2 separate regions of the Mus musculus genome follow, and region 1 is linked to region 2. A link is a contact called in public HiChIP or PLAC-seq data. All regions are on one chromosome and are shown on one strand. The core of a region is the stretch at or near the end of the contact, and the rest is flanking DNA. Distances in the headings are between cores, read along the strand shown.

Region 1 (2,873 bases), core at 282-2,781, 550 kb after region 2:
GACAGGCTTGCTTCAGTACAGTATTTACACCTTAGAAACCACTACAAACCACGGTTTCGCTTGCTCCAGGGCAGGTGGTCATCATTTACACACAGTCCGTGTTACTACTGCACAAAGTCTGCCATGAAGACGGCACTAAATGAAAATGTCCTTTGATATTTTCTTCTAGCTCCAGAGCATTCTTTTACCATCAGTAGATGATAGTCTAAACACTGTGAGATGGGGGCTGGAGAGATGGCTCAGGGGTACATAGCACAAACTGTTCTTCCAGAGGACCCTGCTTCAATTCCTAGCATCCACAGGGTAGCCCACAACAATCCCTAACTTCAGTCCTAAGGGATACAAATGCCAACTTCTGGCCTTTCAGGGCACTAGGCACTCAAGTGACACTTAGACAAACCCACACAGGCAAAACACCCTTACACATAAAATACTTAAAAATTTTTTTAAGCCTAAGATGTAAAAACTTATTTTATAGTTCTCAGAATTACAGAAGGGTGGTAATATGTCTTTAATCCCAGTACTCAAGAGACAGATCTCTGTCCAGGGCAGCCTGGTCTAAATAGCGAGTTCTAGTCCAGTGGGATAATGCAGAGAGACTCCAGTCTTGGAAAAAGAAAGAAAGGGAGAAAAAGTCATTGAATAAGAAGAAAACCTTTATGTCTTTCAATCCAGCTGTTGTATCATTTTTCTAGAATACCAACCAGAGATGATTATGTCCAAAAATTCCTACTTTCTCTGCATTAAAAGTAAATTGCAAGGCTGGGCATGGTGGCACATACCTTTAATTCCAATACTAGGGGAGACAGCGGCAGGTGGTTCTAAGTTCAAAGCCAGCCTGGTTTACCCATGGGGTTCCAGAATAGCCAGGACTACATAGAACCTGTCTCGAAAACAAAAACTAAAAGGAAATTACAAGAGCCTATTACAGGAATGTTCGTTCGCCTTTCACGCCAGCTGCACCACAGTAGAGTCAGAAGGTTTTCTGTAGGAACCCTGCTCTGAAAAGATCAACTCTGCCTTAACAGCTTCAACATTTCTAAAGTAAAATAGTTCTCTTGTTATGCAGATTACGGCGTAATCGCTGAAGAATAATCACGTTTGTTTGTTGGAGGCACCCGCTTAAGTATCTGCACAAGCCCAGTCTCCAAACCAAGGAGTATTTCCAAATACAAAAGAACTACTGGACTGCCTCTGGCTCAGCTGCCTCCTGAGGAGGGCAGGGCATGCCCTCTTTCCAGCCCACAGTCAGGCAAAGTCTCCATTAGAGCACTCCTGAGGTGTGGGCTACAGAGGTCAGAGTCCCCCAGTCCTTCCCCAACAAGTTTATTTCAAAAGTGAAGTCCCTTCTTTAGAACTCAGAATATAATTCCCCGTAACAAAGGTCAATGTAAACTGACGCTGGCATGTATCTGGCATGCACTTTCTCAATCTGAGATATTAATCCTCACCCACATCACTCTCTCTGCTAGAAAACCAATGTACTCAGAGTTCTGAACTGAGACACTAATGCCTCCCTCTATCACTGGAACCTCTATGCAAATGAAGCCCTTCTCTTTCAGATGGGAAGACAAAGGAAGAAAGATCAGAGCTATGTAATACATGGCACAGGGAGAAAAGGTCAGGGGGCAAATGACTTGAAAAGGGGAAGACCGATCTGCGTACAAAAATAACTGTGGCACTTGCATGACTTGGTAGTGGCATGCCTTGGATCCCAATATGTGGGAAGTGAAGGCAGCAGGAGTTCAAGGTCATCTTCAAGAGCAGTCTGGGCTACACGAGACCCTGTCTCAAAAAGGAGGGTAGGGTATACAGGGCTGGGAAGATGCTCAGTCTGGAAACAAGAAGACCAGATCCCTAGGCACCCTCAGAAAAGCATCTGACTCACCTCTGATTCCAGTACAGAGGAAGACAAGCTTATCTTTGTTTGGGAGGAAAATGAATTCTGGGGAGAAGCTGATAGATAAGCCTTGTATAAAGAGTAGCTCCAAGCTAGGTGTGCTGGTGCAAGCCTCTAACCCCAGCTCTGAGGAGACAAGACACAAGAATGTTTCAGTGAGTTTGACACCAGCCTGGAATCACACCAGGTTCTAGGTTAATCTGGCCTACATAGCAGAATTGTCAAGGAAAGAAAGGGAGGGGGGAAGGGGAAGGGGAAGGGAGGGGAAGGAGAGGAGGGAGGGGAGGGAAGGAAGGAAGGAAGAAAGGAAGGAAGGAAGGAGAAGAGAGAGAGAGAGAGAGAGAGAGAGAGAACAAGAGAGAGAAAACGAACCCCAGTGTGGTGGCATATATATTTAATCTTTGCAATGCCCATAAATTCAAAGCTTTAAAAGCAGGAAGAGGCAGGGAGGGAGAGAGGGAGGGAGGAGAGAGACAGACAGACAGACACAGACACAGACCCAAAACAGTATTGCCCTGGTAGCAAAAAGCAGAAGACTGGAAGGAAGCAAACAAGGCACAGAGAGTCCTCCACTGTGAGGCTGCTACAACAGGAGCATGAAGAAGAGTACAGACTGTGGAATAAATGCTTGCCTGTGGCTACCTGCATTCATTCAAGCCCTGGATTCCATAAGGGTGGAGAGAAAGACCCAACTTCACAATGTTGTTCTCTGTCCTTTTGCTATAGGGGCACGCGCACCACCGACCCCACAAATAATTTTTTAAAATTACTCAATATAAACCAAGTATACTTCCATATAAAATTGAAGTTTTAGAGTGCAAACTTTCAAAGTTGGGAAACACAAGGCCAAGCACAGTGGTACACATATTTAATCTCAGCACTTGAGAGGCAGAGGCAGGCATATCTCTGAGTTTAAGGCCATCTGGGTCTACACAGTGAGTTCCAGGACATCCAAGGCTATTCAGAGAGATCA
Region 2 (2,796 bases), core at 177-2,676:
AACAGCACCGAGCTGACCCGTGGTACTGAGAATCCTTCCTGCGCCTCCTTACCATGGCGACGAGCATCTCACGGACCAGCAGCAGAGGGTGCTGAGAGCACCCAGTGCAGATTTGGATTCCAGCCCCCAAATGAGGGCCCAGTGGAAAGAAGCAAGCTCCAGAAGGCAGGACACAGATGGCTCAGGTCTCCGAAAGATGTGCCTCATCTCCCCATCCTAGCCTCAGCATTGTCCGAGGTTTATTTCATGCTGTTTGTAACCTTGAACATTTGAGTTTGTGTTTTTAGTTTCCTCTGGGCAGAGGTGTGGAAACTGCAGCGGCACAGAAAGCTGTAGGATTACTAGCTGCATACTGAGGCACAACAGACAGCTCTGTTAGGGCTGCTGCTGAGCTAGGTGGACAGAGTCTGCTGCCAGGGAGTCCTGGCTGTGCACAGATACTGGCAGCCCTGCAGGAGTCCAGTTGGCACAATTCCACCTCCAGAGAGGCTGGGAGTGCAGCGGGCAGAGCAGCGGGAGCCTAGGGAACCTAGGGGTCGGATCGGGACCGCAGGGCACATGGGGGATAGGAGTGAAGGGGGTATGTTTACCAAATGCTTGCCTAGCCGCACTCCCAGGTAGTCAGAGTGAGCTATATCCTGCTCCTCCCTCGTCTCCATGGAAACAAGGCTGCAAGGGCAAGGGGTATAACAGCAGCCAAATTCATCCTCACCCGCTCTGTAAAATGTTTGGAACCGTGGTCCCTAAATTCTGCGTGCCGGACTAAGCCATACATGCCCTTGAATTCCTCTCTGTCTGGCCTTCCCGCCCCAGCAAGTGGGGTTTTCTTTAACTTGGCAGAGGAGTGGCACCACCACCCACCCGCATCCCCTGCACCAGAACTCAGTGTTTCTACAGTGTAAGAATCGGGAATCTGGCAGAAATGGCAATAAAAGTTTGTTGACATGGGCTAAGCTGTCCTACATCAATTTTCCATTCGGGCAACTAGAAGAAACGTAGAAGGGACCAACCAAACTGTGGGCCTGCCTTCTGGAAGAGACTTGAGACCCCTGAGGTGCACAAAGCCTCCAGTTCCCTCGCATGACCCACCTACATTAGGGTCGAACCCCCGGGTCTAAATTAGGTAGAATGATTCAAGGTACAGATCTGTAGGAATGGTGTTACCTTATCCAAAAATCCCAACCTTAATTTGTTGTTTGTTTGCTTGCTTGCTTTTTTCCCATTACAGTGGGTTGAAATCCATTTAGGATGGGGCAGGGAACTAGAGGATAGCACTCTACGTCAGAGTGAAGGGGCACCAAGAAGAAAGCTTGACTCGTCCTCCATCTTTAACTGGAGGAACTGGGTACTAACAACCAGTCTGCCTTAGGGAGGACTCAGCAAGCACTTAGCAGTGTGTCTCCGCCTGGAACGGCTTGGCTTGCGAAGGCGAGGGCGGGGCGCGCGGGGGTGGCTCTACCACATGGGTGGTCCCCACCATGTGACTTGGGAACCTGGGAGAGTGTTCGGTCGTCTTCTCAAGGATCCCTGCATTGGGCTTTGGATTAAGTGGGGTCTTTGGCCTGGCCCAGAAGACTTAAAGAGAATCCTTAAGGTTCTAGGAAACAAAAGCTTAACGGGTGCCTCCCGCCCCCAGGGTTTCCTCTGCCAGCCTTCTGCGCCTGCCTGCTAGAGCTCCTTTCTAGCAGGCGCCTGGGGCCCTGGCCAGTGTTCAGCTCCCAGCTCGAAACAACGGAAAGAAGAAATAAAATCACTAATGTAAAATTAAGAGCGAAGACCTTTTATTCCAAGGGAGAAAGAAGAGTGGAAGAAAAGAAGCACACTTCCATGGTAAGGTGCCGTTCTCTCACAGTGCCCCAAACATGCGTTTTCTCTGGTTCCTTCTTTCAGTAACAAGGACCAGAGAATGAATCTTGAGTTAGGAATTGGGGTGGTGCGTATTCCCCAGAGCTGCGGCTTTGGGTAGCTCACCAGAGTGGGTTCCACTTGGACTACGGATCTCCAATTTCTGCCAGTACCCCAGACTTTAAAATTCAGTGAATAAATGTTCAGAAACACAGCTCAACGATTCTGGCTAAATTCAAGTTTGTGGGTGCTCCCCCACAACCTCCCTCCCCCTCCCCCCACCGCGTCACATTTGTCCCCTTGCTAGAAGAGAAAATGTCTCCTTGTTCAAAGGACTTCTTGTTTATTTCTTTTTCTCTCTGCTAAATTTCTATGTAGTCCTAGTCACTTCAGGAGAACTTACCATTAGTATTTTAGAACAGCTGATTAAATAAAAAGTAAGAACTGAAAAAACCCGAGGTGAGTGAGAATCCAATGGAGATGTTTCACTCACGGCTGAAATCAAGCTATGAAGTCAGAAGTCTTGGAAACCTGGCCAGGTGGCATGGCAAGAAAAGTGCCACCAGTTCACATCCTGTAATTAAACAAGTGGTTTCTTCATCTTCCTCCTCTTCCTCCCCTCCTCCTCCTTCCCCTTGTCCCTCCCCCCTCATCCCTCCCTCGATCCATCCTTTCTTCTCTCTCTCTCTCTCTCTCTCTCTCTCTGCCTCCTATCTTTTTTCTTTTTCGACAAATTACCAAAAAGTTAGTGTTTGTAAGGAGCACACATCTGTTATTGTAGCATTCTGGAAAAGAGCAGTCCTAAATGAGCCTGGCAGAGCCAGAATCCAAATGTGGTGAGGACCAGACACTTTGGGGGGATATTTCCCAGCTCCCAGAGATCCTGGTGTCCTTGCAATGCCCCCCTTCCTCTTCAGAGCGCACCACCCCAAGGTCTGTCAGTTTTCTGAC

Evidence for each region. HiChIP or PLAC-seq counts read pairs in DNA pulled down with a chosen protein or histone mark.
Region 1: a contact with region 2 is called in an H3K27ac HiChIP or PLAC-seq map of embryonic stem cells, with 3 times the contacts expected there. The contact joins two enhancer-like sites. A contact is called at or near these places in 1 of 484 Hi-C or Micro-C datasets (erythroblasts), 5 of 115 datasets of contacts at active chromatin or transcription factors (the SCID.adh cell line, cardiomyocytes and embryonic stem cells) and 1 of 9 other capture datasets (macrophages).

Annotation. Positions count from the first base shown.
Region 1 is chr6:30,271,485-30,274,357 of GRCm38.p6, forward strand. All of the region lies in intron 1 of Ube2h (ubiquitin-conjugating enzyme E2H), which reads right to left. Among named protein-coding and RNA genes, the nearest start is that of Ube2h, 32 kb to the right of the region's middle. Within about 2 kb of position 1,532, at least 17 of the 459 cell types and tissues checked have an H3K27ac peak or open chromatin away from gene starts, as enhancers often do. A contact at or near this core is called in embryonic stem cells, where this site is marked.
Region 2 is chr6:29,717,610-29,720,405 of GRCm38.p6, forward strand. Tspan33 (tetraspanin 33) reads left to right here. Exons shown (of 8, transcript NM_146173.3): 8 at 1-949. The coding sequence ends at 29. Among named protein-coding and RNA genes, the nearest start is that of Smo, 16 kb to the right of the region's middle. Within about 2 kb of position 1,427, at least 142 of the 459 cell types and tissues checked have an H3K27ac peak or open chromatin away from gene starts, as enhancers often do. A contact at or near this core is called in embryonic stem cells, where this site is marked.